Linked DNA regions of Mus musculus: all the other regions are linked to region 3. The links are chromatin contacts, called in public HiChIP or PLAC-seq maps. All regions are on one chromosome and are shown on one strand. The core of a region is the stretch at or near the end of the contact, and the rest is flanking DNA. Distances in the headings are between cores, read along the strand shown. Region 1 overlaps Rad23b (RAD23 homolog B, nucleotide excision repair protein). Region 2 overlaps Gm52739 (a long non-coding RNA gene). Region 3 holds the start of Rad23b (RAD23 homolog B, nucleotide excision repair protein).

Region 1 (4,350 bases), core at 1,054-3,553, 37 kb before region 3:
AAAGCCTTTAAACTCTCAAGTAGACTGACTACTCTACAGAATTATAACTTCTCAGTCAGATGAATGCCCCCCTCAACTGTCTCAAAAACTTTCTATTGCACACTACAGAAAAGACTATTAAGAACTGGAAACAAGAAAACAAACAAACCAAGAAACCCAACCCCAATTCAGCAAAAGAAGCTATTTATAAATTAAAAATAGAAAAACTCCAAAAATGAATTTGTTATCTAAATTGTGTCCAAAATAAAATTGGGGTAGCTGAAGTAATAGTAAAGAGTTGGGGCAATTCAATGACACACCTCAGAGAGACTTAAGACTTAAAGTCACAAAGATGTTAAAAATTATAAAGACAACATCATGCATACAATAACCAAAAGACAACTAGAGTCGCTTTAGTTCTAGACAAAACTGTTACCAGAGATGGACATTTTTACGACTCAAAGAAAGGGAACCATGAAAACACAATAGACACATATAACAAGGGGCCAAAAACTACCAAACCAAACCAAACAAAACAAAAAAAGAGAAAAAAAAAAAAAAAAAGAAAAATCAGCAATACTGCTGTACCTGGAGACTGCAATGCCACCACTGTCAGTCATAGTGTACAATCGTACAGAGCACCAACAAGGAAATCAATCAAAGAGAGTAACCAGCACTGTAAGGCAACTGGTCTTGACAGCAGAAAATGTTTAATAAGAACATATTACTGTCTCAAATATGCAGCGTGTACAAGCAAACGTGTGTTTCTTTAATGATTGAATCTACCTTAATAAGAGAAAAACTAACCAATTAATTTTAACAAGAAAACCAGTAACATTAAAACAAAACAAAACAAAACAAAACAAAACAAAAGCTGAAAAGAGTTGGGCTGGGAGCAGTGGAGGCAGGGGAAACTTCAGGATGTATTGTTGACTAAGAGAAAATACCAATATTTCAATGATAAAAGACAAAAACAAGCACATTTTAAACACACATAAAAATCATTAACTGACAAACATTTAAGATGATCATGGAAAAACAGAAAACTAAAGATTCAAATTGCAAAGAAATAAAATTTAGAAACATTCCTTTTGACAAATGAAAAGTGTAATGAAGTAAGAATAACAGAACTTTCCCATAGGAAAACGAGGCCCAGATGGCAACTAATAAAGTCTGCCAGCTCCTTAAACAATCAAGACCAATTCTTAAATTCTTCCAAAACTACCCTCTACTCCTTCTGTGGGGCCACAATTCCCCAATACTGAAACAATATATCCACCATCAGGAAACTACAAAGTAACAGTTGTTATAAAACAGACAAAAAGTGGGCTTTATCCCAGGTATGCAAATGATGCTTCCATATAGTATAAACTACTTGTAAGAATGAAAGATGATCCTTTGATAAACTTAGAGAAAGTATTTAACTTGTTATGACAAAATCTTCACACCCTGACACTGAAGAGGAACTTCCCTAACCAGCAAGCTCCATGGGAATAAACTAACAATGAGTTCAGCAAGATTTTGGGGAATATAAGATCACCACAGAAAACCAAACTGTTCTTCTCTGCAACTAACAATGAACATTTTGAAAATAAAAAGAACAATTCCTAACAGCATCAAAAAGAATAGTTCTTAGGAAATAAACTCAAAAGTAATACAAAATTTTAATTTTTTTTGTTTTTTGAGACAGGGTTTCTCTGTGTAGCCCTGGCTGTCCTGGAACTCACTGTGTAGACCAGGCTGGCTTCAAACTCAGAAATTCGCCTGCCTCTGCCTCCCAAGTGCTGGGATTAAAGGCATGCGCCACCACGCCCAGCCTAAAATTTTAATTTTTAATTATTACAGCTACAATATATCACTGACCATGCCTTGGTAAGAATTAAGTTGTTTTGTTTTGAAATGATCTTACTACAATCTTAAGACTGCACCTCCCGGGTATTGCATGCTGCAATCCCAGTGCTTGCAAAATGATGGCCGAAGAATCAAGACTTCAAGGTTATCCTCACCTACATACCAAGCCACCATAGGCTACTATATCAAGATTGCTCAAATGACAAGCCCAAAAACCAAAAAGAGGGGAAGAAAAGATAGAGGACATTTCTCAAATTCATTTCCAGAGTAAGCATAATAAGGGCTCTACACTCAGCCAGAGTTCACCCCCTGAAAATGGACAAGCCGACCCTGAGGCTTACACAGAAGAATGAATGAGGATCTGAAACAGCCACAGTTATTTTGTAAACAAAATTGCAGCACTCCACACCCTCTGATTTCACACTTGCTGATCAGTCATTCTCTGCCGGAGAAATGAGTCAATTCAAGCCAAATTGGGGGAAGCTCTGGGGTAAGTTCACCAACCTTACAGGAGTGAAGCAGACATGCAGACAGGGAGACAGAAGGGGGGGGGGCAAATATTGATTTGGGGTGTTGGAGGGGAGAATTCAGAGAGGAGAACAAGGGAAGAGAAGAAGAGGGGAGGGGAGGGAACTAAAATGTCTGGGTTATATAGTGAAGAGCTGGTGGGTGAGAGGAAGCCCAGCCCATGGGTTGTAAGGTTCAGCATACATAGTGGGGTACACCAGTCATGGCCTGTAACAGGTAGGGACTGAGGGATGCTGAGAGAAACTGGAGGCCTGGTACACTTTGATATGTTAAATATGCACTTCATATTGCAGACCACTTGTCTGAAGCCTGAAAGCCTGAAACCTTCCTGGAAATGTACAGTAAAGGTGGTGGGGAATGAGGGACTGGCCTCGATGGCTATGGATAAACATAAAGCAAAGGATTAAAACTGAGCCCCAAAATAACCCTGACACATCCATGCACCACTGACCGGCAGTTAGTCCTTACCACAAGAACTCAGGATGGATCACAGCCCGACACGTAAGAGCGACCTGTGAGCTCTTTGAAAGAATTGGAGACCTGAACCTGACTTTCACATGGATTAAGTAATGTTCTATATAACACCAAGAAAACAGACCAAATAATAATAATAATCACAGAAAAACAGAAAAGGAAAAAAGCTACAATGAGAAACCAATTGAAGCCTAAGTACAGAAGAAAATTAAAGCCAGACAAGGGCAAGCACATCTTTATCTCAGCAAGAGAGCAGAGGTCTCTGAGAACACAGGGCTCTATCTGATTAGCATCCCCAAACACTTCATAACAATGTGAAACAATGTAAAAAGGGAGGGGGAAATGGAGCTACTGATCACAGCATTACACACAAGACATAGGCTGTTGCAGGGCCTAAGGCTGTACCAGTCCACTTGTTACGACAAAAGAGATGGGTAATGTCTCATGTTTATTGTACACCACTCACACGTAATTTATATACATAATTCATATACATATTTAACACTTTGGGGACAGTAACAAAGTAAAATTTAAAATATGGGAAATGAAGGATTTTTAATTAGTTTGGATGTTTAGTGCTTTAGTCATACTTGATTTAGTACTTGAAGTACTTTAAGGTACTGGAGGCTGTTACTGGGGCCAAGAAAGGACAAAAAGCAGGGGATGTGGCTAAGAGAAACAATCTCTACTGCAGTCCCTGGGACAAAGGAAAGAAATGCCACAGCTGCATGGTAGCAGGAGCCACTAGCCCAGGTGCCAGGGTGACCAAGGAACCCCAACTGTACCTAAACTCACCCGTTCTATAGCTTCTTTCTCCTGAGGTGTTACTTGAATGTAATTCATGTGCCCACTTCCAGCTTCTGCAATTCCTCCACCGCCTCCTCCGCCACCGCCTCCTCCGCCACCACCTCCTCCACCTTGACTGCCTGCTTCCTGAACTGGTTCATTCAGCATCTGAATAAAATGCTCCTGGTGTTGGCTAATTTGCTGTAGTGATGGAGAAATGGAAGAAATAACACATAATTACTGTCTGTGGAAAAAAAAGCAAACCTAAATAAAAACAAGAAAAAGATAAGCCAGGCACGGGGAGTCACACTTTAATTCCAGCACTGGGAAGGCAGAGGATCATCTTAGGCATGGCTGAGTCATATAGTAAATTCAATTCCAGACCAGCTCTATCTAAGAGTCAGAAAGAAAGTTAGTTTTAAGTGATTTCTTATATTAAGAAATCACTTAAAATATAAATATAAGAAACACAACAGTTCTGAAAGGTAAATGATGGAGAAAATACAAATTCTTCCAAAAATACTCCACTCCCAAAACAACATTAAAGAGCTGGGGGTTGGGGGGTTGGCAGACGCCTTTAATCCCAGCACTCGGGAGGCAGAGGCAGAGGCAGGCGGATTTCTGAGTTCCAGGCCAGCCTGGTCTACACAAAGTGAGTTCCAGGACAGCCAGGGCTACACAGATAAACCCTGTCTAGAAAAAAACAAACAAACAGAGCTGGGGGGGGGGGGG
Region 2 (4,560 bases), core at 938-3,437, 56 kb after region 3:
TTTTCTACCATATGACCCAGCTGTATTACTCCCGAGGGACTCCACTGAGGGACTGAAGCATAGAGATATTTGCACATTCATTTGCAAACATTTGCAGAAATTCAAATAGCTAAGTTTTGGAACTGAAATAGGTGTCTGGCAACAGAGGAATGGCTAAAGAAAATGTGGTGTATATATGCAGGAGGGAATTTTGTTGTTTGCTAGAAAACAGATATATTTGCAGACAATCATATTAAGCCAATTAAACCAGTCTCAGAAAGGCAAACATTGGATTTTTTTAAAAAAAAATCTCATTTGTGATTTCTAGATCTCATATACTTACACAAAAGCATTATGTGTGTATATTAATCCAAAACTGAAACTGTCTAGGGGAGCGAGAAGGAGGGGAGTGGAGTGAGATGGAAAGGGTGTGTTATGCTCAGTGTACTCGGGGTTGGAGAGAGGGTTCAGTAGCTGTGGTGGTTTTAATAGATTTGGCACCCATAGACCTCATGTGTTTGAATGCTTGTGCCATAGGGAGTGGCACTATTAGGAGATGTGACCCTATTGGAGTAGGTGTGATCTATTTGGAGGATATGTGTCACTGTGGGGGTGGGCTTTGAGATCTCATATTCTCAAGCTAGGCCTCATGTGGCAGTCTTTCTCCTGCTGCTCATGGATCAAGTTGTACAACTCTCAGCTCCTTCTTCCAGCAGCATGTCTGCTTGCACGCTGCCGTGCTTCTGGCTATGTCAGTCATGGACTAAACCTCTGAAACAGTAAGCCGGGCCCCAATGAAATAATGAAATGTTTTCTTTTATAAGAGTTGCCTTGGTTTTGGGGTCTCTTCACAGCAATGACCCTAACTAAGACAGTGGCTAAGATTGCTTGCTCTTCTTGATGGGGCTCAGAGTTCAGGTCATGGGACCCACGTCACGAGGCTCACAACCAACAAACTGTAACTCCAGCTCCAGGAATCCAACTCTCTCTTCTAGCCTCCTTAGGCTCCCATACACACGCACACGCACACGCACACACAAAGGTATACACATGCACAAAAACATATACCTAAATAAAAGTAAAACAAAAATATATTCCTGCAAGGAATTAAAAATAAAAGAAAGTGCCCATAAAAAACAATGGTTCCCCCCCCCATAAAGACTGAAATCATGATATTTGCAGGAAGATGAATAGAACTGTAGATCATTATATTAAGCGATAAGAGCAAATAGTGCACCTGCATGTGTGTGCATGAGTGTGTGTGTGTGTGTGTGTGTGAGTGTGTTAGGCCATGAAAGTAGAAAGGAGGCCATGATGGGGAAGGAAGAGATCTTAAGGGGTGAGGAGAAGGTGACAGAATACAAGTGACATAAAAGCAGAAGAGAAGGTGGGTGTATTTGGAGGAGAAGAGGGATCAGTAAGGAGATGAGAGGGCAGCAGAGAAGGGGACAAGAACAAAGTGTAACAACATCTGTGTCTGAAACCCATCACTTTGTATGTTGATCTACACAAATTAGAGTTTAAACAAACAAACAAACAAACAAGCAACTGTAATAGGATTCAGCCATTTCCTTGACTCAGGTGTGGGGAGGGCAGAGCATAGGAAGTACTGAAAGCAGAAGATGGAAGTATTTATCTGAATTTATTTTTTTGCAGAGTCTTTTTCTACATTGGTTATCCACTGAGTACCATGCTCTGATTTCAGTGCTGGGCTGTGAATAAAATGATCCCATATCTTCAGGTCTCTCCTTGTGGCTTTCCTGGGTTCTTTATCGGATTCAAGATAGCGCAGTCAGTAATGTGAGCTGACTTTTGGTAACAGGCAGGGTGACAGAAGTGACTACTGCTTTTTTTTTTTTTTTTTAAACAGTGAGAAGCAGTACAATCATCATTGCCTTTGCCAAGACAGAAGACAAATTGCCGGGGGCTCCTGCTTGTCACTGGCAAGAATACTGCGATGCTGGGGCGACACAAATTACTCCAGAAGGGCAGGACTCTGTCACTTTCTGAGAATCGGTTTGGCTTTGTCCACAAAGGCTCCCGATGGAGGGTCTGGAATTCCGCTTTTTGATCAGTCCAAAGCGTGGCCTTTTCACAGCACATTCCACCATGCCAACAGCCGTTTCCAGAGAGGAACTGAGAATTAAGTGGAGCTCTGGTTGCAGATGATTCTTTTTCCGTGCCTAGCTACCCAAACAAAGAGACCGAGCCAGAAGCCAGATCTGCAAGGGCGCGCGCACAATGGGACTGGTGCACGGGAATGTTCAGGGCTCTGCCTGATTAAACTGCCTTCAGAGCGCCAGGGGGCAATTTCGCTAAGCCTCCCTGTGTTGTATTTTGGCAGCTCTCTCTTCCCAGCCCCCTCTGCATCCCCTTCACATCCTCAAACCCATTTGCGCCCTCATTTGGATTGAGACCAATTCACACAGACTGGCAGAGCTGTAATTGGTATCTTACTTACCTTGGCTTCTTTTTTTCTCTGATCATTCAAATAATGACAGCTTTTTTTTTTCTCTCCCTTTTTCATGGGTGGGGGGGGAGGGAGGTGGAGGGAGAGAGAGAGAGAGAGAGAGAGAGAGAGAGAGAGAGAGAGAGAGAGAGAGAGAGAGAGAGAAAGACTTGGGGAGTTACAGTTGAGTTTTCTGACGCACTGCTACAGGGAAATAAAATGCATATTTTAAGATGTTTTTCTATTTCTGTTTCCTCTCCTCCCACCTCAGCCAAACAGTTGACACTGACGGGAAAACATTAACAGGGAGAATTGATGCCCCCCTCTGAAGGTGTTGGGACCACAGAGGCAGCATCCTCCAGAGTTGATGTGTCAAAATGTTGATGTTCTCATTTAAGACTGTCATCGTTGTGGTAATTGGTACCTCCATTTGTTAGATTCTGTTTGTTTATATGCGTTTCATTTCAAGTGATGTTTCTTAGGGTAATATTCACAAGGGCTTGGGGCTCCTGGAGTGAAAAGTGTTATATAAACTGAAATGATTACCCCCTGGCAAAAGGTAATCTCCCTGGCACACACCACCTGGTTCTAACATTTGCACAGCACTTCACTGTTAAGCAAGAGTTTTTCATGTATACTATCTCCTGCAAGCCCCCTGATAAGACCGTGGGGCTCCTGAAGCTATTCTGTTTTGCCCTGCCACCAGGCATGTGTGGTCTCTACCTGGCAGCTGGCTGCCTCTTCATGGGTGTTGCTGTCTTGCTAAAGAAACCATCCCAAGTGGCTTGGTCTCTGAGAAGGGGCAGATTTAGAGAGACACAAACCAACACAAAGTAATTAGAGGATTTTCAGCTCCCCCCACCCCACCCCCATCTGCTAAGGAGGGACACCAGGCAGATAATTTTTAGATCCTTTTGACAGTCTGGGTGAGAGGAAAAATCTGCGAATAAAACTGATTCCATCAAAAGCACGTAGACATTTTAGTTAAGGACACAAACAGTAAAACAGGATTTGTAAATGGATTGACTGAAACGTGCCACTTAGCCACAGGCTAGAGGATAACCTGCTAAGCCGGGGGTGGGGGTGGGGGGAGAGACAGACAGAGAGACAGAGACAGACAGAGAGTTGGGGAGAGCTGTGGGTTTCAGCAGGGCAGCTGCCACACACATGAGTTTACAGCAGCTCTGGCAGCATGTGTAAGATCTGCAAGCTCAATCCAGACCAACTCTCAGCATGGGGAGGAGAAGTGGGCAAGAAGTTCCCACCCCTCGCAGAGGAGCTACTGGCAAGTAGTAACTGCCAGGAGAGGGCGAGTGGGTTTCCTTTCAGAGTCTTTGTAGCCCCTGCTGAGTTGACTGTGCTCCAGTGGAAGGTCATAAATCCGAGAATATTCACGCAGCACAAATTGGACTTGATGGATCTTAGAAGAGAAAATGACACAAAGTTAGGTAGGTAGAGAATGGGGGATGGGAATGGGAGGAGGAGCTGGAGAAGGAGGTGAATAAAAACGTGTACATTTTTCCCTTCTAAGAACTAGTATATGCGTATGTATTTCACATATATGTCTGTAACTATATTTAATAAGCTGCGTGTGCCCAAAGAGATGGCTCAGAGGTAAGAGCACTGGCTGTTCTGACAGATAACCCAGGTCCAAGGATCTAAGTTTGACTCCTAGAACCCATGTGGTAACACAAACCACTTGTTACTCAGAGGAGCCGGTGCCCTCTTCTGGCCTCAGAAGGCACTGCACACATGGTGCACAGACATACATGTAGGCAAAACAGTCACTCATACACATACAAATAAAAATAAAGGAAAATTTAAAAACAAATCAAAACGTGTTTGCTTAGACGTTTATAACCTCAGAGTTGAGGTGGCATTTTGTTTGCTTGCTTTGTTTTCTTAGATTAAAAAACAGTATATGGGTACGAGTGCCGTTTTCTGTGTGTTTGGAGGCGCCCTCAGGGGCTAGGAGAGGGCCTTAGATCCTCTGATGCTGGAGTTACATGTGGCTCTGTGGGGTCTGAGAAACAAACTCAGAGCTTCTGAAAGGGCATCGGGTGCTAATAACTGAGCCATCTCTCCAGCTTTCTGACCTAAGATTTTTATTAAAGTAATTTTAGGCATATAAC
Region 3 (4,040 bases), core at 169-2,668:
CATTTCAGAAAATCAAACAGGGTAGTTTGTCCCGCTGTAGAAAACGAGTTATAGAGCCACAAATAGAATTCGGATCTCGGATCTATTTAATTAACACCACGTCCTGGTTGTTTCAATTACAAACTCAATCAGTCAAAAAAAAAAAAAAAGAAGAAGAAGAAGGAAACCCCCCCACACAAATATGCAGTAATCTATTGACATAGCGTCATAATTCCACGTGAGAAAAAATTTTATTCGCATGACATTTTTTAGATTCCTGACATAAAGTTGTATTAAAGTTAACACAGATCTTTTTACAGGCAAAACCGGAGACCACTGCATTAGAATTTATCACGTGAACTCGTTAAGTGTAGTAGTCGGCTTTTTAACTGTAGAACACCAAGTTTTTATATTTTTCTCCCTCCCTTCAAATACTACTATTCTAGGAGTCCGAGGAGCGTTCAGGTTCCCAAGACGACCGAAAGAACGCATTTAAATCCGGATCTGAAGGTTTCTAATGCAAAATTCTTCACCACCAACGTGGCCTCAGAACGTAATCCACCTGTGGGTGTGGGTTCAGTGGCTGCGAGGGGAAGGATCGTAAAAACTAATCCAAAATAAGACATAAATAAAAGGGCTCCTTCTGAGAGGCCAAAAAATTCATTTTTCCCCCACCATCCCTCCCGGCTGCAGACAAAACTAGGCGCGTTTAAGGCCCACCGTCTTGGGTAACCGGCCCCTTAGACCTCTGCACCTAGCCATGTCGCCGGAGGGTGGTGGCTTCGCCTGGGTCTCCCTCCCTCCCCCACCTGTGCACGTCAGGCCCGGCTCCAGCGCCCAGGCCGCCAGGTCTCCCCTCCCCCTCCGTCCCCACGACCACGCGCTCCGGGCCGCGGCCACCAGCGCCCACGCGGACCGGTGCTGCTCCACGCCATCTGCCCCCGGGCCTTCCTCGTTGTCGGCCACAAAGCCGGCGGTGACCCGACGCCCCTCTGGGGCCCTCCCGCGCCGCCCCGACTCGGGCCCGCGCTCCCCTAACCCGGCGGCGCATACCGTCTCCTCCGGGTCGATGTCGATCTTGAAGGTCTGCTGCTGAAGGGTCTTCAGGGTGACCTGCATGGTGCCTAAGCCGGGGCCTGGCCGCCCCGGGGTGGCCGCGATCCTCGCGCTCTCGGGAGGAAGGCGGTGGGGGTGGGGGGGCTTGTCACATTCGCCCGGAGTCGCACTCACCCCGGGCCCCGCGTCTCCCCTGGCCGCGCCGCCGCTCGCTCCCGCGGCTTTCCCGGTAAGCTCGACCCGCGGTGCTTCCTCACGCGCCAGCCACTGGGCCCGCAGGAGGCGCGAGGGACTCCCCGAGAGACGCAGAGAACCCGCTACCTCACCACAGGATGGTGGCCGCCATCACCGTGACTCGCCGAGACGTGACCCCTCCCCCACCAGAAAAAAACCCGGAGGATGGGGCCAGACTCGGGCGATCTGAGCAGGCGCAGGGTGCGGCGACGCAGTGCGCAGGCGTGAACAGGAACTCCGCCCGGGAATTGGAGGCGGGGCGATGGGTGGGGCTGGAATATCGTGCGGCGCGGCACCGGCGTGCGCAGGCGCACTTCGCAAGCAGAGGCGCTCGCGGAGGCCTGGTCCGCTCCGCGGTCCTGCAGTGGCTCCGCCTACATCCAGGCTCCGCCCAGCGGCGCGAGTTGCGCAACCCGTAGCCGGGGAACGGCTACGTGGAGTCCCGGCTCAGTGGCTGCGGCTCAGCGAGCGCGGAACCTTGAGGGCGGTGGAGCGGGCGGAGCCTTAGTGCAAGGATTGCCGAGGGCCGGCCCAGGAGGGGCGCACATCGCCAGTCGAGCATGTGTAATGCCGGTTGCTTCCCTGATTCTGAGACTGACTTCAGCCATGGACTGCTTGCTTGCCAGTCTTGTGTTCTCTCACCAGCCTTGGGACCTCCCACCTCTAAAGAAAGGCGGATTTAAGAAGGAGGCCTAGTTGTGTCACGCCTTTCCCTCTATCGTTTTGCTTCGTTTAGGTGTTGGTGGTAGATATTAGGCGGTTGCCTCTCCTCACCCCCTTCCCCCGCCCCCCCCCGCCTCACCCCAAGCGCTGCTTTCCTTTGCACGTGGACCCTTTTAATCTTTGCTCAAATGTCGCCTTCTTGAACTCTATCCTGCCTATCCAACTTAAAGTATCTTATTCGGATCTCATTATCCAGCTCCACTTGTCTCAGTAACCATTCATCACCTTCTGGGTACTCTACACTATGTGTATTTAGCGTGTGTGTCTTCTCTTCTTTTTCTGGTCCCCAGGCTGAAGCTACACAGAGGCATGCATTTTGTTTTGCCCACGTTGTGCCCCAAAGCCTACAGAATAAGCCTAGCACATTGTAGGTACAAGGTAAATATTAGAAAAATAGGTAGACGTGCTTCTGGTTCCTTGGCAGTAAGGGTGAGATGTCACTCAGCTAATTGGTGGTTGGAGAGGGTGGGATAATGCATGTAAGTCTTAGAGTCAGGAACACAAAGTTAAGTGCTTGGCTGTAGCTGTATGATTATTTACACAGCGATAAGACCAGAGTGCAGAGGTGTCGGGTAATAAGCACCACAATAGTAAGTGACACTTTAGGTGCTTGTCTGTATGCTGCCTCTTAATAGTGCAGTGACCCCTGTTAGACTTAAAAAGAAGAAAAAGCAGTTACCATCAGACCACAGTGAGGACAATTATGAGCATCCCCCATCTCTGAGCCAGCACCATCAATGATTACAGTATCGCTATTTGGATTTTCATGATTCCAGAAGCTAGGATATAATTTTGTCATGGAACTTTCCCTAACCAAGCCCCCTCTCCACCGACAAGGTATGTCCCTGAACTATGATAAATATCGAATTCTCTGCCGGCTAGGCTGTCTTCCTGTGGAACTAGTCTTAGTCACCAGGTATGCTCAACTTTTGCTCTGAAAAACTGGCAGCTGGGATCTCTCCCTTTAGCTATAGGGTCAGCCAAAGGCAAAGCAGTATTACTGTTTTCAGCGTAACCAGATGCTGGAAAAAAACATGGGCAAAGGTAGCAACTGACTTCCTTATGGGCTTTCCCTTCAAGCCATTTCTCCCCTCACTCATGACATTCCACCTCTTAGGTACTCAGATCCAAACATCGTCATCATCCTTAAGTCCCTTTCTTCCCTGACTCCTGCTGCCTAGCCACCACATCCAAAACAGGGTCAGGTCTTATCACATTTACTCTCCACTGTGTACCCACACGTTTACCCACTTCCCCCCATGATTTCCATGTCTACAACCATCAGCAGTGGCTGTCTTCTAAGGAGGCTTCGCATCCAATCCCACAACAGTCCAGCAGCCAAAGCACCCAATGTTAAACTGGGGGCTTTAGTTTTGATTTTGTTTCTTATGACAGGGTCTCAACTATATAGCCCAAGCAGAACTGAAACTTGCAATTCTCCTGCCTCAGCCCTCTTGAGTGCTGAGATTACAGGTATGTACCAGTATCCCTAGATCAGAGTTGTCTTTTGAAAACATAAACCATGTCGCATTCTTTTATTCTTTTGTTTTGTTTTGTTTTGTTTTTTTCTTTGTTTTTCGAGACAGGGTTTCTCTGTGCAGCCCTGGCTGTCCTGGAACTCACTTTGTAGACCATGCTGGCCTCGAACTCAGAGATTCGCCTGCCTCTGCCTCCCAAGTACTGGGATCAAAGGCGTGCTGGCACCTGCACCATGTCACATTCTTTATATTTGCGTTTTACTTCCATGCATGACAAAATGTCACAGTGATCAACGTAAGAGGAAAGGTCTCTTAGCTCATGGTTTCAGAGGTCTAAGTCGGGGCATGCTTGTTCATGTTTTGGACCTATGGCCACACAGTATGTTGTATCAAGAAGGCACAGTCATAGAGCTGCTTGCTTTGTGGTACCCAGAAGCTAAGAGAGGGAAGAAACGGGGGTCTCCAACTCCCTTCAAGAGCACCCCCAGCAACTTACTTCCACCTCACATAGCTCTACCTACTTGCTGGCAGCCTGACCTTTACCACACAAGCCTTTGTGAGACATTTAAG

The links. HiChIP or PLAC-seq counts read pairs in DNA pulled down with a chosen protein or histone mark.
Region 1: an H3K4me3 HiChIP or PLAC-seq map of bone marrow-derived macrophages shows a contact between it and region 3, with 2.4 times the contacts expected there. The contact joins the enhancer-like site here to the promoter of Rad23b in region 3. A contact is called at or near these places in 9 of 39 promoter capture datasets (the 3T3-L1 cell line, 3T3-L1-derived adipocytes, cranial neural crest and 6 more), 1 of 15 datasets of contacts at CTCF or cohesin (CD8 T cells), 20 of 484 Hi-C or Micro-C datasets (CD4 T cells, CD8 T cells, the G1E-ER4 cell line and 10 more), 11 of 115 datasets of contacts at active chromatin or transcription factors (CD8 T cells, the HPC-7 cell line, the SCID.adh cell line and 5 more) and 3 of 9 other capture datasets (adipose tissue, liver and pancreatic islet).
Region 2: a contact with region 3 is called in an H3K27ac HiChIP or PLAC-seq map of stem cell-derived anterior neural progenitor cells, with 12 times the contacts expected there. The contact joins the enhancer-like site here to the promoter of Rad23b in region 3. A contact is called at or near these places in 10 of 39 promoter capture datasets (the 3T3-L1 cell line, 3T3-L1-derived adipocytes, the C10 cell line and 6 more), 5 of 15 datasets of contacts at CTCF or cohesin (the G1E-ER4 cell line, the NIH/3T3 cell line, embryonic stem cells and 2 more), 49 of 484 Hi-C or Micro-C datasets (the 63-12 cell line, B cells, the C10 cell line and 23 more), 21 of 115 datasets of contacts at active chromatin or transcription factors (the SCID.adh cell line, T-cell acute lymphoblastic leukemia, bone marrow-derived dendritic cells and 10 more) and 3 of 9 other capture datasets (adipose tissue, embryonic stem cells and liver).

Annotation. Positions count from the first base shown.
Region 1 is chr4:55,384,879-55,389,228 of GRCm38.p6, reverse strand. Rad23b (RAD23 homolog B, nucleotide excision repair protein) reads right to left here. Exons shown (of 10, transcript NM_009011.4): 9 at 3,628-3,819. Among named protein-coding and RNA genes, the nearest start is that of Gm34290, 12 kb to the left of the region's middle. Within about 2 kb of position 2,303, at least 8 of the 459 cell types and tissues checked have an H3K27ac peak or open chromatin away from gene starts, as enhancers often do. A contact at or near this core is called in bone marrow-derived macrophages, where this site is marked.
Region 2 is chr4:55,292,063-55,296,622 of GRCm38.p6, reverse strand. It overlaps Gm52739 (a long non-coding RNA gene), which reads left to right. Exons shown (of 3, transcript XR_003955414.1): 3 at 1,850-2,484. Among named protein-coding and RNA genes, the nearest start is that of Gm52739, 11 kb to the left of the region's middle. Within about 2 kb of position 2,187, at least 72 of the 459 cell types and tissues checked have an H3K27ac peak or open chromatin away from gene starts, as enhancers often do. A contact at or near this core is called in the MC3T3-E1 cell line, the P5424 cell line, cerebral cortex and 6 more, where this site is marked.
Region 3 is chr4:55,347,420-55,351,459 of GRCm38.p6, reverse strand. It overlaps Rad23b (RAD23 homolog B, nucleotide excision repair protein), which reads right to left and starts at 1,418. Exons shown (of 10, transcript NM_009011.4): 1 at 1,033-1,418. The coding sequence starts at 1,098. It overlaps Gm42290 (a long non-coding RNA gene), which reads left to right and starts at 3,258. Exons shown (of 3, transcript XR_881289.3): 1 at 3,258-3,465.